Regions from separate parts of the Mus musculus genome. Here regions 1, 3, 4, 5, 6 and 7 are each linked to region 2. Evidence: chromatin contacts called from public Hi-C and promoter capture Hi-C data. All regions are on one chromosome and are shown on one strand. The core of a region is the stretch at or near the end of the contact, and the rest is flanking DNA. Distances in the headings are between cores, read along the strand shown.

Evidence for each region. Promoter capture Hi-C pulls out the DNA fragments that hold promoters and counts their contacts. A called contact is a pair of places that touch in the nucleus more often than the background predicts.
Region 1: a promoter capture Hi-C map of pre-B cells shows a contact between it and region 2, with 2.5 times the contacts expected there. The contact joins the promoter of Cenpe here to the promoter of Adh5 in region 2. A contact is called at or near these places in 2 of 39 promoter capture datasets (cranial neural crest and pre-B cells) and 1 of 484 Hi-C or Micro-C datasets (CD4 T cells).
Region 3: a contact with region 2 is called in a promoter capture Hi-C map of cranial neural crest. The contact joins the promoter of Bdh2 here to the promoter of Adh5 in region 2. A contact is called at or near these places in 3 of 39 promoter capture datasets (cranial neural crest, hippocampal neurons and liver).
Region 4: a promoter capture Hi-C map of cranial neural crest shows a contact between it and region 2. The contact joins the promoter of Pkn2 here to the promoter of Adh5 in region 2. A contact is called at or near these places in 2 of 39 promoter capture datasets (cranial neural crest and pre-B cells) and 1 of 484 Hi-C or Micro-C datasets (CD4 T cells).
Region 5: a contact with region 2 is called in a promoter capture Hi-C map of pre-B cells, with 4 times the contacts expected there. The contact joins the promoter of Kyat3 here to the promoter of Adh5 in region 2. A contact is called at or near these places in 2 of 39 promoter capture datasets (cranial neural crest and pre-B cells).
Region 6: a contact with region 2 is called in a promoter capture Hi-C map of pre-B cells. The contact joins the promoter of Pdlim5 here to the promoter of Adh5 in region 2. A contact is called at or near these places in 1 of 39 promoter capture datasets (pre-B cells) and 1 of 484 Hi-C or Micro-C datasets (B cells).
Region 7: a Hi-C map of B cells shows a contact between it and region 2, with 6 read pairs. The contact joins the promoter of Gbp5 here to the promoter of Adh5 in region 2. A contact is called at or near these places in 1 of 39 promoter capture datasets (pre-B cells) and 1 of 484 Hi-C or Micro-C datasets (B cells).

The regions. Positions count from the first base shown.
Region 1 is chr3:135,210,396-135,213,838 of GRCm38.p6, reverse strand. Cenpe (centromere protein E) reads right to left here and starts at 1,276. Exons shown (of 46, transcript NM_173762.4): 1 at 1,125-1,276. The coding sequence starts at 1,180.
Region 2 is chr3:138,441,594-138,444,947 of GRCm38.p6, reverse strand. It overlaps Adh5 (alcohol dehydrogenase 5 (class III), chi polypeptide), which reads right to left and starts at 1,855. Exons shown (of 9, transcript NM_007410.3): 1 at 1,755-1,855. The coding sequence starts at 1,766.
Region 3 is chr3:135,279,929-135,283,186 of GRCm38.p6, reverse strand. It overlaps Bdh2 (3-hydroxybutyrate dehydrogenase, type 2), which reads right to left and starts at 1,966. Exons shown (of 10, transcript NM_001172055.1): 1 at 1,819-1,966. It overlaps Gm46826 (a long non-coding RNA gene), which reads left to right. Exons shown (of 3, transcript XR_001783991.2): 2 at 1-22; 3 at 414-755.
Region 4 is chr3:142,880,570-142,884,083 of GRCm38.p6, reverse strand. It overlaps Pkn2 (protein kinase N2), which reads left to right and starts at 2,080. Exons shown (of 22, transcript NM_178654.4): 1 at 2,080-2,473. The coding sequence starts at 2,426. It overlaps 9530052C20Rik (RIKEN cDNA 9530052C20 gene), which reads right to left and starts at 1,589. Exons shown (of 2, transcript NR_152127.1): 1 at 1,098-1,589.
Region 5 is chr3:142,699,063-142,702,563 of GRCm38.p6, reverse strand. Kyat3 (kynurenine aminotransferase 3) reads right to left here and starts at 1,516. Exons shown (of 14, transcript NM_001293560.1): 1 at 1,389-1,516.
Region 6 is chr3:142,393,992-142,397,177 of GRCm38.p6, reverse strand. It overlaps Pdlim5 (PDZ and LIM domain 5), which reads left to right and starts at 1,482. Exons shown (of 13, transcript NM_019808.3): 1 at 1,482-1,592.
Region 7 is chr3:142,495,311-142,498,817 of GRCm38.p6, reverse strand. Gbp5 (guanylate binding protein 5) reads right to left here and starts at 1,884. Exons shown (of 11, transcript NM_153564.2): 1 at 1,823-1,884.

The DNA.
Region 1 (3,443 bases), core at 27-2,526, 3.2 Mb after region 2:
GGCTGGTCTACAACTAAGATACACCTCCCTCTGTCTTCTGAGTGCTGGGGTTAAAGGCCTGTGCCACCATGACAGACACCACTAATCTCTTCAGTGCCACCTTCCTCTAAATTCCTATTCGTACCAAACACCACATCAGTCAAGCAATCTGGAAGTTGAATCTCTGTGATCTATCCATCAATGAACCACCTATTCTGTAGTGTTAGCGTTTTCCTGACACCAGGTACCCCATGTCTCTGAAGGCCCAGTGGCTCTTTCAACATTCTGCACAGTTTTGTTTTGTTTTTCTTTTTTTTTTCTGTGTATCGTTAACGGCTTATGTCTATAGATATACTGTTTTAGTTTGCTTTGTGCTGCTGTGATAAAATATCATGACCAAAAGCAACTTGGAGTGGAAAAGGTTTATATCAAAAGCAACTTGGAACGGAGAAGGTTTATATCAGCCTACACTTCCAGCCCCAGGGAAAGTCAGGGCAGGGTCGCAAGCAGGAGTGGAGGCAGAATTCATGAAGCACATTGTTTATTGTCTTGCTCTCTCTGGGTTTTGCCTACGTAGCTGTCTTACACAGCCTTGAGTTCCATGAGTAAGAATGGAACCACCCAGACTGGCCTAAGCACTGCCCATATCAACCAGGAACTAAGATTCCACCACAAGGACATGCCCACTGGCCAACTTCATCCAGGTAGTCCTCCAATGGAGACTCCCTTAGATATAGCTGGCTGTCAAGTCAACAGCTAATGCTAACTAGGAGCCAGCTTTTTCCCAAATTAGGGAAGGAACTTAAATGCAAGAAATAATCAATTTTGAGAATCTCGCCTATCGACCACCCGTTTAATACCAATTTCTCAAGCTTTAGCATCTCTAGCTGAAGGCCAGAAGCCAGCAAACCCAGTAGACTTCATCAACCCCCTCTTGTCTTTTCTTTCTGGCATTCCCGACCTTTTCCCACTACTGAACATTCACTGTCTCCGTCCATCAGGCGAGGACGGCAGTGTCCCCTGAGCAGAACTACGCGCAGTCGGACCGTGTTTTCGGGGAAACGGAGTCCTGCACCCGGGTGTCGGTGTGACTCGGGGCAGCGCGGGCTGGGACGCAGGTCCCCACGCCGCCCCAGGCCGCCTACCTGCTGTTGAGGGGTCGCACACGAACACAGACAGCCACTGAAGCCTCCTCGGCCATCCTGTCCGCTGCAGACTAAGGGAAACGAAGGAGAGCAACGGCGCCGACCGAGCTCCCGGGCCGCCCCGCCTTTAAGTTTAAAATGTCCTCAAGGTTGCAGCGGATTGGGTGGCGCAGCGTCATGACGTCACGGGACAGTCCAAGTGCTGCGGCGAGTGGGGGTTGCGGGGGGAAAGGCGGGGCGAGTCCATGGATGGGGAAGGCGGGGGAGACTCAGAGATCCCGGAACTGAGAGCCTCAGAACTCAGCTGGAGAGAAGTTTTGTGTTAGAGTCACGCCTGCAGAACAAAAGAATTATAATCTTAAAAAACAAACAAACAAGAACTCCAGACTAGACCAAACCAAAAAAAGCTTTCGTTTTGTTTTAAAGCCTCCAATGGGAACTCACTGCCCAGCCAGGAAAGGAAGATTTTCTTTTCTTTTGGAACTGCTTTGAGGCGTTGTTGTTTCTTTTCTTTAACTTTCATTTCTCTGGACGGTGAGTGTAAGAGCCTCATGTAAGGGAGAGAATCATTGACACCTGGGAAAATGTTGTGGGGACATGACAGTGCTGCACACTAGAGCATGGATTACCCGAGAAATCCCCAGTACTAGGCATGGAACACTTCTTTTCATGTTGGTTAGAGTAATCCAAGAGGCTCCCAAAATAATAAAGCTACGCCTTAGGGACGAGGCTTCTAGCTCAGAAACAGCTGGAATTTTCTAATTCCCGACAAGTCTGAAGTATGTGGTGTCTCCAGGCAACAATGACTTAACCTTCAGCCTCAGGGAGGCAACCAAGGACAATTTGGGGATGTCAGTTCTCTCCTACCACTAGGTTCTAGGGATTCAACTTTAGCTTGGCAGCCAGTGACTTTACTCACTGAGCTATCTTCCCTGCCCTGTTTTAACTTTTTTTTTTTTTTTTAAAGTGGGCAAATATATATTTAGCTGTAGGGAACAAACTTATGAAGGGGAAGAAATGTTATGTCATTAAAGGCTCAGAGGCAAGGAAGGGATTTTTTAGAGCAAGAGTATTATTTTCACAGCTGTGATTTTGTCACACTGTCTTTGCTAACATTATATAGCAGGCAGTATTTATTAAAGATTGACTGTATTCCACTATATGATCTATGCTGTTCATCAAGAGATAATTATTAGAAGGAAAAAGAGAGGGACTGAGAGGGTAGCAGAAGAGGTGAATTTGACAAAAGGACGTAATATTCAGGTATGAAAATGTCATAACAAAATGAAACGTCTTGTACAATTAATATACACTAATGAGAAAGAGATGGTGCTTGATGGTTCAAGGCCAATGGGGGCAGTTTAATCAGTCTCACAATAACTGAAAAGGGGGCCGGAGCTGGGGAATCCTGCATCATTCTGTTCAATTCCTAACAGTACAGAAAAAGAGATATTCATTGTGAAACTGTTTTATGTTGTGCTTTTTTTTTTCAAACCCAGATACCAATTGTTTGATTTTACCAAAGAAGCCTAGGGAGCCAGATGCTGGGTATAAAAGCCTGCTAGCTCAGAGAGTCAGAGGAAGCACCCCGCTGACCCTCCTCCTCAGCTGATGTTCCAAAAGGAAGCTCTCCTTCTCAAAAACCCCTCAATTTCCCTTCTATTTCCTGTGCGTCTCTCTATCCGTCCTCCTGACTTCCTCTTATTTTCCATTAATAGTCCTGTTCTAAGTAAATCCAAATGGCTGTGATCAAAGGTGTGTGCTAGGGCTGACCCACACCACAACTACAAACAGATGTTTTCCAGTAAATAACCCAATCTTGGGGTTCTCAGTGTGATCAAATGTCCTGCAACAATGTTGAATATTTTTCCAGGCTTAGAAAACAACAAGCATGACTACAGCAGAGTATATGTGGCTTCTTATTCTTTTAGAAGCGGTAGTAATACGCACAAGTATCTCTGTCTCTCCCAGGGTAGAGAGAACAAAAGACATTAGTGAGCATGAGAGCTTCTCATGAAAGGCACTCTTGTGGAAGAAGCAGGCAGTGCATAATAAATAGCAACATAACGATTGCATTCTTTAGAAATCATCTTTATTGATACGAAAGCGGAGGGAAAGTTCTCTGTTATAACTAAGGAACTGAAAGCTTGATACATTGGGATAGCTGCTAGTCAGAGCCATAGGGGTTTACTTAGAAGTTCACAAGAACAGAGGGGCTGCACTCAAACAAGTGGATATTCATTAGGTATCATAGTTTAAACTAGACTTTTTACTCCAAAGACACGATCTTAGCTAATGTTGTCATTGTATCATGTGTAG
Region 2 (3,354 bases), core at 606-3,105:
ACACACACACACACACACACACACGCTACAAACTCAGACACACGCAAAGCTAAATAAATAAAACTAAATTGAACAGCATATTCACAGAAAAGCTTATAACCTCTAAGTGAGATGGAGAATTGTTTTTAGGTCTCACATAAATCACACAGTGAATAACATAAAATTAAAGGGCCAGATACAGTGAGGCAAACCTTTAGTCCCAGCGCTCAGAGGCAGAGGCAAGTGGCTCTCAGTGAGCTCGAGGCCAGCTAGATCTACACTTCAAGTTCCAGGACCGACAGGGCTACATGGAGAGATTCCATCTCAAACCTTCCACCCTAAACCACCATCAACCAGGACAACAAATATGTGCATATATATTATTTATATTTAAATTGTGTATACATATATATAAAATCAAAGGGCTGAAGAGATGGCTCAGTGGTTAAGAGCACCCACCTACTGCTCTTGCAGAAAACTCCAGGTTCAGTCCTATGCATCTACACTCTCACAGCTACCTGTAATTCTAGTTCCAGAGGATCTGTGCCACCCCCTGGCTTCCACAGGCTCCTGCATGCATATACACACACACAGGCACACACACACACATCTTAAAGGAGGGTGGGAGGTGGGGAAGAGATGGAGGAGGAGGAGGAAAAGGAAGAAGAAGAGGAGGAAAGAAAGAAAAGGAAAGAAGACTATGGAATACATGTCCCAAGCTGGGGTGTAGCTCAATGGTAGAGCATGTGCCTTGAATGCACAAGGCCTTGGATTTGAGTCCTAGCACAACAATGGACAAGCCAAGCAAAATCCCACCCAGAGTCTTTCACTAGGTTTGGCAAGTAATTCAAGGTTAGTATTCAAGCTTAGTATTATGCGACCTAATTATCTTTTCCTTGGGATGGCTTATATAGCATCACTTTAGTGCAATACTTCCCAGTGGAAAGGATCCTAAGAAATATCCAAATGGGGGTAAAAATACTATAACCATCTCTTATAACTGTGCTAACTAATGCATTAGCCATTTGCCACAGGTGGCTATTGAACACTATAGATAAAGGACAAGTGTGAACTGAAATCAGGTATGATGTAAAAATTTGAAAGCTTAGAAGAGTGAAGAATATCTCAATTTAAAAATACTTATAACGTGGAAATAATATTGCGAGTATCAGGTTGGGTAAACATACCATTAGAATTAATTTTATGTGGCTCTGTAAAGTTTACAATTCCATATGAAATTTATATCGCGCATCTAAAGCAATGAGCTACTAGAGCGATTACACTCAGTACAGACCTTCTTAACCACGGAACCAAACCTAGTGAGAAATGCTGGGTTTTGATCAGTTCACTTGACGCTTATGAAATGTGTTGACAGAATAAAGGTTGCAAGCCACTCACTGGGTTTACTGGAGATGGACTTGAAAGTCAAATAACGTGATTTGAAAAAAACAGGTACACCGTGCTGCACGTAGAAAGCCAAGGTCGAAGGAAGGGCCTAACTTTGCTTGGGAGTTTTGAGCACGGCCCGCGCTCCAAATCTGATCCTGCAACCCGGGCGCGACCCGGGCAAGTTCTTCCGTCCCGCGTGACGGGCGCGGGCCTCAGCCCACCGGGCTCCGGCGGAGCAGAGCAGAAAGCAGAGCTGCTCTCCAAGCGCGGCGCCGAAACAAAGCCTCCATGCCCTCGCTGCGGCTGCGCTCGCCTTCCCCGGCGGGCGGCAGCGGGCCACCCGGGCGTTCCCCTCCTCTGCTCCGGCCCACCGCGCGCCTCCATACCTGGTTCGCCATGGCCGCTAGTTCGGGATCGAGCGCTAAGGTTCACGAGTGTAGCGGAACCCGGGTGAGGGCTGGACCGTGCGTGAGGGGAGGGGCTGTGCGCGGGAGGCGGGCCTTCGATGTAGGCGGGGCGTACGTGAGGGCGGGAGGAGGTGGCTGTGCGTAGGGCGGGACTCGGCTGGGAGGCGGGCCTAATACCGGAAGGGCGGGGCCCGCGTTTCGGAGCCTGAGTTTCGGCTACTGCGCTCCGTTGCTGGGGAGGCAGTAGTTTTGGGGCCGTGAAGCGCTTTATTCCAGGCTGGCTCAACTGAGCCCCTGCAAAGCATCTCTGTGGTATTTCCTTGTCTAATTTTCGTGCAGTCTTTGTACGTTAGACGTGAGAGAAATATAGCGTGTGGTAACACGTGTGGGAAAGCACGTGTAGAACAAGCCACGCCTTCCGTGTGTCCCTGTCCGCGGTCCCCCCGCCCCCCTCTTCCCGGGCTTGCACGCGCTAGCTAGCGAGCTACTGATTTGCGGGTTGCATGCGCTAGCGAGCTAATGCAGCCCCTTGTTTTGCGGGTCTGGGTCCAGGACGAGTCAACACTGCGGCCCTCAAGGGCTTTGAAGGAACACTAGAGGGAGAGGTGCCCATCCTAGCAACAGCCCGACCTCGGATTTCAGCAGGTTACGACCAGGTCCTGGGATTTCAGGGACCATCGGACACGGAGAGAAGTTTTCAGGAAGGGAACCGAGGGAGCAGAGTGGGCCCCTTTTAAGAGTGGACCAACTATGTGGAGACAGAGGCTGCTGTATTTGCTGATGTAATCCCAAATGCTGCTTGTGTTGAAATGTACCCACTAAAACACCGCATTTTGTCTTTTTCATGGCTCATTTCCTGATTACACACTTTAAGGGTTGACATTCTCCACGGTACTGTTCAAAGCCCTTCTCTCACTTCACACTAACTCACACCCTGGCTTTTAACGTATATAATTAATAGGATGATCACCATAGTCTGTCTCCAGTCAGGGTAGTGTTCCTAAACTCCAGGCTTGAAGTACCAAGCCAGTGTGTATTAGGGTATCTCAGTGCTTAAAACCCAACTTACTTAAAACTAATCTTGTATTCGTGCCTCCTAATCCTTTTAAATGATTCCAGTGTCTGGTGATTAAAATATTCAAATATACAAGCCATTTCCAGTCAAACCACCACATGTGGATATTATAAGTTATACTCCTGTAAGAAGTTGAACAAGTTGAGGAATTCATAATTCTTACAGAAGTGAAGTCACGCAGGGAGAGCTGCTGCCCCCCGAAACAGAAACAGGAATACAGAGAATCACAATCCATCAGACTAGAAATTCATCATTGCAAGAAGCAGTACTAGGGCCAGAAACTGAAGAGTGATTGACCTATTGCTGTAGGCACTTTGTAGTTTAGTCTGACTTTTGTAAACGACGGAGGATGCAGTCATGTGGAGTGGAGTATTCTCATACTTTGAGAAGTTTATTTTCACGATTTTTCAGGGAAGGAGGGAGAAAAATTTTCCTACTGTTTCCTTTAGAGCAGTGTTTGTCACGTGTGGGTCATGACCCTTCTGGGGGTCGAATGATCCTTTC
Region 3 (3,258 bases), core at 717-3,216, 3.2 Mb after region 2:
TTTGACTTGACCTGTTCTCTAGGTAAGCTGTTAGGTGTTTTTGCTTTTGTTCCTCCCATAGCTGTGCTCCCTGCCCCCGCATCCCCACTGTACCCTTTCGACTTTCCAGTCCTCCATACTTGGTCCTAACTCCAGGGGTTGTAGTGCTAGGTCTTCATGTCCGCAGCTGGCACTGAAAGAGTTGGGGAAAGCATGGGAGATTTTCAGATTTGCCAGAACGGAGCTGGCAGTGGCCATTAGGGATTGGGATCAGGAAATGGGTGCAGTTGTCTAGAAGTAGCTGGCAAGGAAGCAGGGATGGGGAGGGGGTGGGGGTGGGCAGTGCTTCACAGATGACAGACAGAGCCTGGTCTCCTGTGAGGGTGAGGCTAAGTCAGCTATCATCATATCAATACAATGCCTTCCAATCACAGGTTCAAGAGAATGCTGCAGTCTCCCACCTCCAGCAGGACTGAGGTTCCATTGACCCGGAGGACACCTTTGTTCTTTGTTCCCACCCTGGAGCAGACCGTGATGGATGACGTACAGAACTCTTTCTCCCTAGCCTCCTTAGGGTCCCCAGCCCCACCCTACTGAAGGAAGCATTCAGGGTGCCCCCACCCCCAAATCCACTTCTGCCTTCTCCCTGCCTCGATCCATCTGAAGTCTCTCCCATCGTCACCTGGTTCCTTGTCATTTTCTCCCACAACAGTATCTCCCCTAATAAAAGCCATCCTGTTAGGTTCCTATTAGAGCCTTCCTCTGAGATCCAGCCCGACACAGTCACACGGTAAGAGGGGCTTCTGAAGCCAACTGATGACCCCCACTCTGTGATCCAATCATGCGCACATGCTGGGTAACAGGATCTGGCTTCATGGCGTCTCCCCAATTCTGATGCAGTACGCTTTGCTTTGCTTTTTACCAGTAGCACGCAGAGAGAAATTTCACTTAGAGTGTGGTAGGAGTTGAGAGAAAGCTAACTTGTGCTTTTAGGAAGGGATGAGCCGTCCCTGCCTCCCCCGACCCTGAGTACAGCATAAGAAACTCACAGTCCAGGGCCTTCACTAAGGGACCCTGGGTATTCGCCCACCAAAGCCCTGGTTCTCAACCGTCCTAATGCAGCGACACTTTAACGCAGTTCTTCATGTTGTGGTGACCCATATTTTTGTTGCTACTTCACAACTGTAATTTTGGTGCTGTTATGAACCATAATGTAAACACCTGACATTCAGAATATCTAATTAGATAGAACCTAGGCGTGGGGGTCGCGACCCACAGGTTGAGAATCAGTGAAGGCACCTGCTCAGTGCTCTCTTAAGCACCTCCATGACCCCCGAGACCACCCAGAAGCAACCAGGCACAAAATTTAGTTTCTGTTTACTTCTAAACCTTTCTCCAGCTGACCTCCAAGCAGTCTCAAGGCAACATGGGTTTTTTTGTTTTTTTGTTTTTGTTTTTTTTTTGGGGAGGGGGGGTAACAGGGTGGGGTTTAGAGTGGGAATACGTCCAGAAATTGTAAACTTAACCCACTCTTAACATAATGACTTTCCTACTTCTAAAGATTGTACTAAAACCCTAAATTTCTTTTTACTAGAAAAAGGCTCAGAGTATTTTCTGGAATTCCAAATATTTTCACGAGCCAGTTTACTTAGGACAGATACTGGAACAGTTGTCTTTCTTTGGCTATTTTCAAACTCTAATAAATACAAGAGGATTCCCAACTCCCACACTAACTGAAGATGCATCTTCAACTCGGCGATATGGAGAAGATGGCAACACAAGCTACAACTCTCAGTCCCCAAAAGTTTTGTCGAAAGTGATTAGAAAAAAATATCTTACTTTAGAAGAGTGAGTCCACACAGTCCTCCAGATTCCTTCAGGAGACAAACTTCAGATCTCTGCGCAGGAGAAGTCACATGCTGATTAATGCACGCTGGGAGGTGGAGTTCAGGTCCCCTCCGAGTCCTTTTGCTAATGCCTGTTAAGTAAGCTTTTAAGAAGTGTTTGCCACAGCCGTGCACTTTAGATGTGTCCATGCTGCCATCTAGTGATCAGAACGTGGAACTGTGAACGCCAAACAAAGGCCTGTCTTTTGTTTGTGCAAGTTACTTAGCAGGCCAGATCCAATGGCCAGGAAGGTGGAAGGCTGCTGGAAAACACACAAGGGACCCGAGGCACTAAATACTCTGGTCTTCCTAGCTCTTAACCCAGATTGCTTTGAGCGGGGAAAAGAAAACTTCCTTGGGGCTAAAGTCTTGTTTCTGACGTTAATCCCTCAGCTGCAGAATGCTGGCATCCTGAGTGCACTGGGCCTGAGCCGAGGAGCACACCCAGCTAGGATGGGAATCTTGAAATGAACAGAGCAAAATATCATGCAATCAAGTTGGTTGAAGACTACAGGAGCCACGAGGAAAGGGCTAGGTCTTGGCTGGGTCGGAGACTTGTGAGTTAACCTGGCTAGTGTCACAGTGATCATGGAGGTCATGTGTGAATGTCCTGCATAAATCCAGGGGCTCGACACATTTGGCACACTTTGCCATGGGCTCTGGCACTGCAAAGGCTACAAAACAAAGCTATCAGATTGCGAGCCTCCTTTGTCACCTGGGCTGGCCAGCCATGCAGGTCTGCTGGGGACGCAGGCTGTACTTTCTGAGGGCTTCCTTCTTGAAGAGAAAAGTGATGCCTCCCAGAAGGTTCTGGGTTCTGCTCCTCTTTCTGAGTGGCTCCTAAAGTGTGGGTTTCACAGTCAGTCAGTTGGATGCACGTGGGTTGGACGGAGCAGAGCAAGACAGAGAGCTGGTCCTTTAAGGCAGGCACAGGGTGGCTTCCTGTGCTGCTCAGTGTGTGGGTGCTTTCTGTTCCTCCCTCAAGCTCCTGCCTCAGGCCCTGGCTTCAGTCTCTAGCACGGTATAAAGCCCAGAGTGCTAGCACCGAGCACAAATAGATGTAAGAGCATCACAAAGTTTGCTTAGAACTTCACAGCCAGCCTGGACTACAGAAGACCCTTATTCAGAACAGCTGACCCCCTCAAAGGGGAAAAAAGAGCCCAGTTTAAAAATAAAAAGACATAAATCCTATGTCTCCCTGAAATAGCTGAGTAAGCAGGACCTGTAAACTGGCCAACCTACAGCGTTCTTATATGGAGGAGAAGGAAACAGCGGCTCTGCGTTCTTATATGGAGGAGAAGGAAACAGCGGCTCTGCCAGGGTGGTGAGGAGGGGACATGGTGTGCAGGTGAAGCCCAGCGTCTGCCACACACCTGCAGGATAAACGGCAGCT
Region 4 (3,514 bases), core at 831-3,330, 4.4 Mb before region 2:
TCTATTTGTCTAGCATCTATGTAACCCTTGCTGGTCTGGAACTCATTATGTAGAGCAGGCTGGCCACAAGCTCACAGACTTCTGCCAGCTGCTGCCTCCCAATTGCTGGGATTCAAGGAGTGTACCATCACACCTGGCATTGCACAAATACTTCTTAATAGTTAGCCACTTGTTATGTATATATGAAGTTTCTCATCTCTTTCCTGGAGAAAAGTAAATTATAAAAAAAGAAAAAGAAAAACATATCAATAGGAATCTAGTGACCCACTTTAAATGGTAAGTTTTGTTGTGTATACTTTACAGTAAAAATCATACTACCACTTTGTACCTACCATTTAAAATTGTAATAGTGTTTTTGGACACAACACTGCTTCCTCAAGAGGACTCCCCACTTACTTGTTATAGACTCTTTCTTAAGACTACTCATAACTCCAGGGCCTAACTCTCTCTGTTAGTTACTAGGGAAGGTAATCATATAACTTGGCTTCTCCCAATGTTGTTAGTTCCTTGTTGCTTCCTTGATTAATAAGCCTCCATTTTAATAGCAGGAGTTAAAAATGTTACTCACACTATAGTAAGTATGAAGACAAAGTAATGTGTCTCAGATTTACAGCTCTGCCATTCTTGAAGCAACGGTTAATTACAAGCCAATTCCAGCTCTAGCAAAGTATTTCACACTCTGCAGTATGATGAAACTGGATGCGTGTTTACAAATATTTCACTTAAGCTATAAGCAGTTTCTAGAGTGAAACAGTATTCCTAAGACGACACTTGGCGAAGTAACAGTGTTCATCCATTAAACGCATTCTAAAGTTGATTATGTAACTTAATAATTAAGGCACTTGTTGCTTTTATCATTTTCAGCCCAGGCAATTCATTAAACATATAAATAGTAAAACTTTTGAAGTACAGAACGGAAAAGTTTTGCCAGTATATTGTGAGCCGGAGTCACAGAACTCTAGATTTTCAATGATTTCTGACTTCAATGATTTCTGAGACTCTTGGAGAAAAATCTGCAGGAGCCTGCATCAATGTCCCATGAAAGGTAAAGTGCTTCTCAGACTTGTAGCTACCCACCTGAAACCTGCCATACTCACCTAAATAGCCATCACCACTTTGTCCACATTGCTTTGAACCAGCTATATTAGATGCACTTAATCTTCAGAACCCCAAGGGAAGCGTTTACCGAGAGTGTCCACTCATTGATTAGACAAAAAAAGTATCTGTTGATACTTGTGATACATAAGTGTTACTTGTAGAAGTCCATTTTCCCACAAGTTACACTATGTTACTAAGTAGACTGTGCTACTAAGTAGCTAATTCCGATAGGCTGCTAAGTAGCTAGTTAAGGCTCACTACTAAGTAGACTCTGCAACTAAGTAGTTAGTTCTCATTTATACCTCCCCAAGTAAAGTCGGCTTTGGCTCCTTCCCGACGCTGATTCTGCCTCATCTCTTTCCATTAAACTTACGTTGAAAAAAAAAAAATCAACAAATGAGCTAAGTCAGCTTTGAGCTCAGTAGTTTTCTAGTCCCAACCACAGAGTTCAGGGTAGCGCTCGAGGAAAAGGCAGCCCGTGGGGACTGCTCGGAGCAGAGGCTGGCGCCCTGACCACGCCCACTTCTCCCAAGGGCCTCTTCCGCCCGGGTTTGGCTCGCGGTGCACCTTACTGGTGGCGACGTCGCGCGAGCCAAAGGCGAGAGGTGGACACGCTTCGGCAGGTGGGGGAGGGAGGAAGCGACAGCTCGGGGTGGGCGGGCGGGAGGGCGCGGCTCCCCAGCAGGGAGGGCCGAAGCGAGGCTCAATCTGCGGCCGGCCGGAGGCCAGACCTAGCGTTCGCGCAGAGCCGTTAAGCGCAGCCGCGGTGGGTGTGGTCTGCTCGCTCGACTTCCCGCCTCCCGGCGACGCGAGCCCGGGGCCTTTCGCCTCCCTGTCATCCGGGCCCGCCCAGAGTCCGCCCCGCCCCGCGCGCCTGGCCCTGGGGTCCCCGCCAACCCTCCTTGGCTTCCCAGAGCCCGCCCAGCAGGGGGCGGGGCCCCGCGGCAGTCACGTGCGCCGGCAGCCGCCAAGCGCGGCCGCTTTTGCGACGCGGTGACAGCCAAATGGTGCGACAGGAGGAGCTGCCGCCGCGGCCGCTGCGCCCCGCACCGAGAGCTCCGAGTCGGCTCCCGGCGTCGCCCTGAGGGAGCGGCTGAGGGAACAGAGTCCGGCGGGCGGCGGCGGGCGGCGAGGGGAGCCGCGCCGCGAGGGCCCTCGCTCCCCGCCGCTCTCCATGAGCCGCGCCTGCAAGCCGGGCCGCGCCTCCATGACTCCCTAGCTGCCGCTTTCTCTCCGGTCCTCGCCCCCCGCCCGGCTCTCCCGTCCCGCCTTCTCCCTCGGCCGCGCCGCTGGGCGCCTTCAGGTGCGGAGGCCCGAGCGGAGCGCCATGGCGTCCAACCCCGACCGGGGGGAGATCCTCCTCACCGAGCTGCAGGTAAGGGCCGCGGCCCTGCGGGAGCGCCGCCCGGGGAACCCGGGAGGGGAAGGCGGCCGCGGGGTCGGGGTCGGGGACGCTGCGCGGCGCGGCGCGCCCCTGGCCCGCTAGGTGTGGAAACTCGCGGGGTGTCAGGCCGGAGCCGCCTCTCCGCCCCGGGACCCGGTCTCCCGCGCGCGCTCTCGGAGGCCACCGGGCGGCGGGACCCCGTCCCCGCGGGCGGGGCCGCTTACTCGCTCGGGTCCCCTCCGGGTGTCACCGCCCCGCCCTCCCCCCAGCCCCGCTCCCTAACTCCTTTGAATGACTCCCAGGCTGTGGGCGGTTCCCTCCCTTTCCCCTCCGACCGCACAAAGAGCGCCCCCCGAACTTGAGCCCCCGAGGGCTCGCTCCGAAGTGATGGCCTTGCGCTGCCAGCCGCCTTCAGGTGACCGCGAGCCCGTAGCGTGATCTGCGGGCCGCGTCTCTCTCCCAACTTTTCCTTTTGAACTCCGTGAGAGAGAGAGAGGTGGTCCCTCGGATGGCTCTCCCTGCTCACATCCGGAAGTTCAAATATTGATGCTTCCCCCCCCCCCCCACCGCCCCAGACTTTCATTTTCCCTCCGGTTTGGACACAAGAGAGAGAGAGAGAGAGAGAGAGAGAGAGAGAGAGCGCTACAGAAGTTGTTTACAAACCAGAGAACTGTTCATTAAGTGAAAACGTTAGGCAGCACATGTCCGCAGAAGATAACAAAATAGATGGCGTAATTAGTGTAGTCGGTGTCGAAGCAATATTATTCTTTCCTATTCCCAGCTAAATAAAGTAAGCCACGATTTTTGTTTTGAGATCTCTATGGAGTAGGAGACTTTAAGTTTATCCTGTTGGTTACTTTTTCATTACTTTGGAGTATTCAAGAGATGTTTACATCTGGATTAAAATTTTGTCTCTAAACTGGGTTTGTTTTGTTTTAATGTATTGATATTTTGGCTACTCAAAGATTAGAGGTGAGAACGGAGACACTTGCATTTCTTTTGAATGCATTAGAGGGTTGATTTTTTTTTTTT
Region 5 (3,501 bases), core at 267-2,766, 4.3 Mb before region 2:
GATACACACGGATCAACAGAAAACTAAAACTACCATTTTATCATCTCTAGGGTGGACTGATTCAGAACTGGAAGACCGTGGGCAACCTAGAGGTTAAAAGTTGAAGGAAAAACGCAAATCTCAAAGGTAGGCAAAGCATTCACAACTCAGTTTAAACATGGTTAAAGTTTAGTGCTCTGAATTTACCACTCAAACTACCAAGTTACAAATCTGACCCATAGGAGGTATACAGACATAAAGAATAGTTGTGTTAGCAATCTGAAAACGTCAGGAACCTTCAGGTTACCTAAAAGCTCAAGAAAGATTTATCAGAGACAGCCTCTTGATAAATAACACTGCTCCCTTTATTTTCACCACATGCCATACCTGTTAGCCGGGTTCTAGAGTGTTTATAAAGTTCGCTAATTGCAACAGAGCGAGGTGAACAGGGTTCTAGCTTTCAAAGTACAGAGGCATTCAAGGCCATATGAAGAGGTGAAGCATGAATAAAAAACACAGTCAAGTTTATCAGCATAAGTGTTAAGAGGCATTATCAGCATAAGAGTTAAGAGGCACCATTCAAAACGGGCTTTAAGGCCGCGTGAAAGTGAGATTCTCTCACAAGGGAAGCGGTATGGTCACCTGATGCCGAAATTAGGGTACCGCACACAGGCAAAAGTTGAACAGATTTACAGGCTGGCTGGCTGCAGCCCTGAGCAAGCTTCCCGTGTGCCACCTACCTACCCAGCAGCCCATAGGTGGAACACTGAATGGAGGTGCTTAGGGGCGAGCGGCTCAGATCTACAAGAATGCTTGACCTTCAGACACCACCAATTAAGACTGCTTTTGTCTTTTGCAAAGCTCCGAAAAGATAATCTCAAGCTTCTGGTTTAACTGCTTTTCCAACCCTGAACTTTCGCCTTATCTGGGCTAGGGAGGTAGCTCAGTTAGTAGGGATGAAGCTCTGGGTTCCAACCTAGGCACCGAATAAAACCAGCAGCGGTGGCGCACACCTCTAATCTTAGCACTGGGTGTGTGGGTCGGGTGTGTGGGAGTGGAGATAGGAGGATTAAAAAGTTCCTTTGCCACAAAACTACTTCCAGAAGAAGAGACTGTCTCAAGAAACAAACACAAACATCTTTCACGGATGAACTGAAGTCAGTATTGCCCTTGCAAAGGTGCGTTCTAAACACCCAGACTACACAATCAAGAGTAAAAGGGACAAGGGTGGACTTTTCTCCAAAGAAAAGCCTGTCAACCCCAAGATAAATCCCACAGTCTCCGCTGTGGTCCGACCATGTGCCTAGTACGGGCGCTTCTCCTGCCCGCCGACCTCCCTTTGGCTCCCGGCTCCGCAAACTCTGTATGCCCCGGGCCGAGTCACCGCTCACTACGTCCCGCCCGCTTACATCGTTCTCCTGGTTCCAATGCGTCCCTGGCCTTAGTCCGGAGGTCGCTAGGTGTCGCCGGGGTTCCTGGCGGAATGCACTCGGGGATCCAGAAGCAGAGTGCAGCAGGAACCCTCCTGATTGTAGAGGAGGCGGGGTGGAGGCGGTTCGTGGCTCTGACCAGGGATTGGCTCCGGTATCAGGGCTAAGGCTACAGATTGGTTACGGATTTCTCCAATCGTGGCGCGCCCTGTGAGAGTGCACAAGAAGCTCCCAGGCTAGGGGACAGGGCGTGGCCTTGGCTGAGTATCCAGGAAAAAGTGGAAGTGTGCGACTGTTTGGAGCAGAACTGTTTTTAAATCTCCGCTGCGTGGATTCGAAGCAGGTTCTAGGAGAAAGACTTGAAAATGCTTGAGAGGCCGGCCTGTGTAGTTGTCTATGTGTTCCCTCTGATGGGGAGAGAGGAGGGAGAGGGAATCTTTCCTTCGGAACTGTAAAGTGATGCAGGACCTAAAAGGCGGAGGAAGTGACACTGAAGCGGGAGGACAAGCTGTTAAGAGCACAGCTTGGGGGTTAGATTTTCTTCCTCTTGCGTTTAAAGGAGTCGAGGTGTTGTAGTTCACGAGAGCGGCTGAACGCTGTACTCACGCCTGTAGGAAGGAACAAAAGCGGATTTGGTTGGATGCACTGACCTTGCCACAGTGAGCCAAGCGCTTCTGTATTTTGTTACGAACATTAAAGGTGCTCATTGTAAGCAAGGGCACAGGCAGGCTGCTGAACTGACCGACCCATGGTGGGAAGAAGATGTTTACCTAAGATATAGGAGAGAGAGAATAACTAGAGGATTTGGGGAAAGTCCAAAGCAGTTATGGGAAGAGAGCAGAGAGGCAGACTGGCAAGGGCTGTCTCTCCAGAGCAGAGGGAATAGCAGGAAAAACCTTGCGAGTTATAAAGAAAAACCGGTGGCTGCAGCTTCAGGTGTGTGTGTGTGTGTGTGTGTGTGTGTGTGTGTGTGTGTGTGTGTTTGTCCTGTGAATTGGAACAGCCTGGAAGTTTAGAATAGAAGGGGAGGAGGGCTTGAGAGCTCTGTGGCTTTGGTAGGCACTTTGTATCTTAATAGGCAAGTGGATTTTCCTGGCAGACAGAAGGTTTCAGAGGTCCTTAAGGATGAGGGTGAACTTTTGTCTCTCCCTGAAATTCTACAGTGGAGCTTGAGGTGAGGCAAGCCTTCATTTTGAACCCAGTCAGCGGGTCTGTCCATATTCGGGATTCTTGGAGTTTTCCCCTTTGGACCTAAAACTCATGACGATCTGGAATGGCTTTATCTGCAGTCGGTGTTCTGTTGATATTGCTGAGGTTGAATTGGGGAACATCGCAGTTCGTTCTCAAGGTTTTTGAGGCTAAGTGGCTGCTCGGTGTCCCTTTCCTTTCTCTCTCTTCTCCTTTTCACATACAACCATTACAGTAAGCTGCTAGTTTCTTATTTCAAAACACAGGGTATGTTTCATGACCACTGTGTTCCTAGTTTCTGATATAATTACACTGCCCACATGGTGGACTGCTGCCTTTACCGTTTCTTTGACTTGTGGTTTCCTTGCTCATTAGAATGTCAATTTGCTGGCTGCAGCCATCTTGGAGCAAAACATGGAATCTACAAGTTGAGTTTACTGTTCTTTGTTTGTCCTTTTGTTTTCAAGATAGGATCTCACTGTGCACCCTTGACTGTTTTAGCTACTTAGCCCATTGTCCCCCAAATTCAGACACCCTTCTGCTTCAGCCTCTAGAATGCCAAGAGATACAGACATGCAGATGCTTGCTCAGCTTGTGAGTTGTAAATTAGTGCTTCCCAGCTAGGCAATAATAGTGATGTTGGCATTAATTTAAATGTTTCAGAAGCCTTAGCAGAAAGTGTGCATTTACCCTCAAAAAGATTGCAAAGGTTTCTCTGTCTCTTTCTGTCTCCATCCACATATATTCTCTGGGTTGAATGCAGTTCAGCTGCTAGCACTTGCAATTTAAACTAGTCAAATCATCTTCGAACTGTTGTCTTAAATTTACATATTATTATAGTAGGGAAAGTGATTGAAGATATGAGGTGTATATGTAGATGATAATCATCAAAACTGCCCTTGGG
Region 6 (3,186 bases), core at 233-2,732, 4.0 Mb before region 2:
CTAGTTTGATTTTTACTGTATCAGCACCAAGCAGATGAGGGGGTGAAGAGAAGAACGTTATAAGGTAACACAGGCAAGTGACTTGTCACAAGTGGAACTGTCTATCATGTGTTATAGAATCTGTTGCAACTTTCATTTGTAAACATTGTGACTAAGGCTGGTATTCATCCTATGAAGGCAACTGTAAGGCTGACTCTTTGCTTTGCAGGGGATATCTGTTTACATGTAACCATTCTTAACCATTTACTTTGGAATGATCTATGAAACAGAACCCTAAAACACACTAGACAAATCCCACATTAGAAAAATTCTTCCCTGCAAACTAGTTTTCCTTTTAGAATGTAATACAATCAACAACTGGCCAACAAAATATGCAAGTCACATCCATGTTAAACTTTCTAGTATATACATTAAAAAATGAAAATAAGTTGTAATAATGTTTTAAATAGGCAGATAATATCAACATATAATCAACATACCTATTTTTTAAATTTATAACATTTTAAAAACCTGGTCCATATATGTCAACTTGGCCACTAAACATCCAACTGTACAGTGAAATGTAGTCCTACTGAAGCTTCTATTTAATGGAAATCCTATCCTACTCATGTATAAATTTAGATTCATAACAATGATATAAAACATTTTTACAATGAGTTAAATAGACATATGTGGCCAGTGGCTACTATTTGAACAACTTTGAACCTACTTTAGGAGTTTGCTTGTACCTCTAGAGCAGACTCCAGACTCAGGGACTTCGGTTGAGGTTTATTTTTGTTTGATACACCACTTGGTTAACACTTGTGCTTTTAATATTTTAAAAGTTTCTTTTCGAGTATTCGTTAAACATTACTAACGTTTGCTTGTGAATAAATTCTCTGGGCAAAACCAAACAACTTTACAGAAGTAGGTAAATGTGCTGTTAATTTGGAATTAGAAAAATAAGCTGAGGATACAGTGGCTGAATCACTTTTGGCCACTGCTTTGTATGGCTGTCCTTTAGCTTGACGACAGATTTAACTTCTGCATATTAGGGTTAGCGATTTTCACCTTCCTGACAAGCAAACTTCAGAGTTTGCACTTCTCGAGAGTATACAGAGGTCTTTCACAAAAGCAGGCGGTAGTCGCTGAACTTGCACCGGCAGAGATTTAGCTAAAGCCCTTTTCTATTTTCAGCCAGACCAACTGCGGGTCAATTCAAGTTTCTGCAGAGTGAAAAACGCCGAAATACAAAACAGAGAAGCGGAAGGCTAGATCTTTGCCAGGTACCAGTCCAAGACTACACCCCGGAGACTACGCCCACCGAAACTCCACAGGGGCAATTGTTTTTTGTGGCGGCGGCAGCCGGTCCCAGCAAGTCACAGAGCACAACAGGGAGACTCCACTGCCTTCTAAGCCCTGAGCGACGTGGCCCCGCCCAGCCCGGACCATGGGGGCGTGACCATTAGGGGAGGGGCGTGGCCAGCCTTGGGGCGAGGCGGGGCGAGCGCGGAGGCGGAAGTTCCCCACCGGCTTGAGAGGGACGGCGCAGGCACCGCGAGCCACTTGTCAGCGCTGGTCTGAGGCGGAGGGTGCGCCGCGCCGGTCAGGAGGTGAGTGGCCGCGGGAGGCGGAGGAGCACGTCCTGGTCCGCGAGGGAACAGGAGGAGAAGCGGGTGACGGGGTGCGGCGCGTGGAGGGGCGCGGGACGAGAGGAGGACGGGGCGAGCGTGTCCCCGGGAGCCGCTGCTCCTCAGGTGCTCCCGGTGCGCGCCGAGGTGTGAGAAGCGCCCGGGGCAGGGCGGCGCGCGGCGGGACTGAGCGCCCGGAGCCGGGGCTCTCGGGGACCGGCGCTCCGGAGAGCCGGGCGCACCAGGGGGCGCCCGCCGAGCCGGAGGGCAGGCGGCGAAGGGCAGCACCTCGGCCTGGGGCGCGCCAGCCCCCAGGGAAGCTCCGGCGAGCCGAGAGTGTGCGCCTGCACGGGAAAGCGGCGCAGTTTTGTTTGCTGGCTCCCAGGCTACGGAGAAGCGTGTATTTCCCCCTCCCTGAAATATGTGCAGTTGTGTAACCTGTGAGGGTTACACGTCGGTGCGTCCAGAAGGAAAGCCCACTTAGATCAGTCGCGGTCGCCAGTTTTTATGAAACTGGTGTATACTTGGGGCTTGGGTCAGACTGAGCTTCAGCCCCGTTTGACAATGAGTGGAAAGAGGAAGGGCGTATGGACTGGGCAGAACTTGGAAAGAAAATTCGTGACTGGGCTGGGCAGGTCTAGGGTGTGATCGCCAGATCCTATCCCAGGTCCGCCTTCTTGACCCGAGGACGTCTGAACCCGCCTGCTACGGAAACTGCTAGCTGGGGAACCTTATTTGGCCAACAGGGCTAGGCGTGAACCCAAGCTGGGAAACGTCTCATCCCTCAGCCTTAGTGCTTTAGTCCTCCCACCATTCTATCTCAGGAAGGGGAGAAAGAATCTCTAGGTTGTCTTAATTGAAGGGCTCCTCACTTGTAGGTCTCTCCCGGTTACGCACACCAAGGAAACTCGCACACAAGTGTGGGAAACCACTTTTAGCCTCCCTCACTAGCAGTAGATGGAAGGTATTATTTATGCTGTCCCTAAAAGAAAATCCAAAGCTCTACAGAAATTCCAACGTTTTTACATGTTTGAAAGCAGAATAAGCTGTTATTTCCTGCCTGCTTGGTTGGTATTTTAGCATTTGGGCACTAATAACCACATGGGGGAGACTTGGAAAAAGCCAATAAAAATATTGCCGTTGCTTAAGGATCAGAATATTTTCAGACAAATGAATTCCAAGCGAAGCTAGCAGAAAGGGAATTTAGAGAAGAGACCGGTGTTGTGGTTTGGCTGACTTGGCTAGTGCTAGAAATGTTAATAACAAATCGGAGAAATCAGGAAGGGAGTCCCTAAGAAAAGGGAAGTGACATGGATGTGGGATGACACACAAGTACAATACATTCTCTCCTAGGGAAAAATGGAGCCAGAGTACCGTTAGCGTAACTTTCACATTCTTCCCTTGGCACAGTTAAAGATTAAAAAAGGAGAGTGGCCTGTGGACTGTCAGTGGGTTTACTGATTTCTTTGTCCCGTGTGGCACTATCAAGACTGCCTCTACTGGCCTTCAGGAGATCCTCTAGCGCCACGGCAGTGGTGTGTGGCTTGTTATTAGCTCGCTACCATTTGGTTCTCAC
Region 7 (3,507 bases), core at 635-3,134, 4.1 Mb before region 2:
TCTGGATGAAATCCTTAATGCTTTTATCGGAGCCAAACCTCTGATGTCATCACATAGTGAATGTTCTCCAGCCATGTTTTTAAATTCATTATTCTGTCTTGTGTAGCTTGGCCTGTGATTCAGGAATACATTCTCTCTGTCAAAGTCTCACAACTTTCAGGGGGCTGGAGTGATGACTCAGCTGTTAAGAGCACCCACCACTCTCCCAGAGGACCCAGATATGATTCCAAAAACCTACATGTTAGATCACAATTATCTGTAACTCCATTGCCAAGGGATCCAATGCCCTCATGGACCTCTGTGGGCTCCAGACACACATATGTTACATAGACATACAAACAGGCAAACACCCATACATACACACACACACACACACACACACACACATATGCATATATATGTATATATACATATATACATAAATATACATATATATACATAAAACTAGATAAAATCGGGTTTTTATTTGTAAGTTCCACTTAATATTGATTTCCAGTCTCATCCTTGCAACTGAGTAGCATTATGATGTCATTCAAGTCTTCCCTACAATTCTGCTTCCTACAAGCCAGACGTAACCAAATCAATATGCATTTATATCAGTAGAGGGTTGGGCTAGAGATATTGGCTCAGTGACTAAGAGCACTTGAGGCTCTTGTAGACCTGGATTTTGTTCCCTTAACCCATACCAGGTGGCTCACAACTACCTATAACACCAGTCCTGGGGGACTAAAATACACTCAGGCACACACATAAATAAAATAATTATAAAAAAAAAGAAGAGAAGAGAAGAGAAGAGAAGAGAAGAGAAGAGAAGAGAAGAGAAGAGAAGAGAAGAGAAGAGAAGAGAAGAAGAGAAATGTTCACACAAGGGGAGGACTGTAGGGAAGAAGGTCACCAAGAAATCTGAAAGTACTGAAAGGTGCTGGAGATGAACTTCTGGTGTTTGCTCAGTTTTTGCGTTTATATTCTTATCTGTTCTTTAAGTATGATATGCATGAGGCACGGGACACAGCAAGAAGTCAAAAGAGTTCCCAGGAGCGATCCGCATAGCCAGACCATACCGGCCAAATAGGTCATTTTTTGATTCGTCAACATATAAAGGTAGAGACAATATTGTAGCAGAGACAGAATCCAACACAAATGGGGTTTAAAAGTGAGTGACTGCCCAGGAAAAGCAAACACGGAACCTTTAAGAGATGGCAGTGCAGCGAAAATGCTCACTGCTGTCAGCAAACCTCTTCCTGTGTGCCTTGGAGTTCTCTCTCTCTCTCTCTCTCTCTCTCTCTCTCTCTCTCTCTCTCTCTCTCTCTCTCTCTCTCGCAGCTCTGGCTGTGAATTTGTCCCAAGCTCCAATGAGGACAAGCATCGGCCCACATATAGAGCCTTGCTGTCTGGGAATTCACTTCCCGACAATGGGAGCGCTGGTTAGAGCCCCAGTCTCAGACCTTTTACTGCGCAGCTCATGCTCTGCTATATTGTTCATGCAAACAGTATGGTTGCCTGCTATTCTGGAGGTGATTCTGTTCTAAACAGCAACTAGGGATGCCAAGAAGTTAGAACAAGCGGAGATAAACAGTTGGAAGTCATTTCTACCTTTCAGTTTAATCTCTTCACACTCTGCCCTCTCATTAACAGGAAACAATAACGGCACTGAATAAACACTCGGACTGCTGGACAAGGAATTCTGCTTCTCTGAGAACACTGCTGTTTAATCTCTAATGGGGCTGAGCCAGCATCCAGGCTAGGATGCATCCCATCCTGGATAAAGTAGTCTAAAAAATAATTCCTAACAGTCTCTTCCCACCCCTGCTCCAGGTCTTACCTTAAGAAAAACTGAAGAGCGGGAGCAGGGGCCAGTAAGAACACTGCTTCAAACGGGACTCTGCAAGAGGACAAACTCGTTGCACCCTTATTTATCTGTGCTTGGTTCTGAGAAATAACGGCCAGCCCTGGGAATTTCCTTTCCTCTCCCAGAGAGCTGGGAGAGAACTTGATTATGAAACGCAAGAACAGGAATCTGCAAAAGGGTTCTCTAAACTGAAATTGAAACTACACAAGTTCAGACTGTATAGTTGAAGGGGATTTTCAAAAGCAGAAGGCTTGAATGTCACTGAACTAATTTCCCAGAAGTTGCCCACAATCTGAAAGAGAACGTTGACATCGTTTGTCATTGTTTCAAGCGCTGTTTATTTTATTCCTTTGAACGAGGGTGATAATTTTTATGGTTTTGAATCACAATTGTTTTGAAGGGAAACCTCACGTACTATTTGAAGACTCATTTCTTACAATTGTCTCTGCATCCACTTAGGATAAAAGTTGTTTTCATTGGTAGTAGGTTAAACAAGGAACTCAGGGTGTCATGTTGTGGACTCTTGAATCCCATATATAAAAGAAATAAAGAACAGAATTAGGAAAACTGAGGATAACTTTTTTGGAGTTGGAGAGAGGAAAAAATTAGCAGAGCAGACAAACCGTACAGGAAACCAGAAAGGAGAGATTGCAAAGGAAAAGAAAGCTAATCACGCTTGCTGGGTTAGAGACTGCACCAGCAAGCTGACTCAGTCACAGAAAGGCTGTAAGCAGCTGCTTTAATCTTATACTGTTTGGTGCCGTTTGGAACATCTGCTGATGATGTGACCCAAGTCCGATTCTTCTGAGCAAAACTCAAGCCACTGAGTGGGTTAAACTAATTTTTTAAAATAGGTCAATAAAATAGCTATGCTTTACCAAGAAGAAATAGCCTTCCCTTAACGGAGCTTCAAGAAAGATCTTCTATCTCACTTGTCTAGAATTCAAGCCAAAATAATATGTTAACAAGTCCTGGAGATGACGCTGTCACTACTGGGACAAGGAAACTCAGGAAATGTCTGGTCATATGTAGCCAATAAAGATCAGTTATATAGAAGCTGAATGTTGTACATGGATATTTGCGGACTTTGTTCTGACGCTCTCTGGAGTCTAACTCTCCTAAAAGGAAGCATACTCGCTTTAGACTGCACTTGCCTGTAAGCTTGACAGAAATAGCATTTGACTTTATGGTGGGTACCGCCTATACTGGTGACTTTGGGTAAAATAACCTAACCGTTATCACAATAACAACTGTATTGATCCATGCGCATTGGATGGCCTTCCACTCCAGTGTCTTCTTTGGTTCGTTGGTTGGTTGGTTGGTTGGTTTTGTTTTTATTATATCAGTTTTTCAAAAAATATTGTTTTTTCTGTGGGATTCCTTTACCAGACTTCCTTTCCATGGACTCGATCACTTCTCCAGACAGGCTAATCTCTGACTGACTTGAGCATGCAGCCTCGGAGTACCTGGCCTCAGAAGGAAAGGCACGTGGATGACTGGTCTCATTTTCCTGTGTCTTGAGTTGAATGCAGAGGCAGACTCAGAAGCTGTCAGACCTGAGTGCAGGCTGATTTCTAGAGCACTAGGCCTGTCTCTGTCCCCATGAGTGTGGTCATGGGCTGGGGGACAGTGACTCAACTTGAGACACAGTTGGTAGA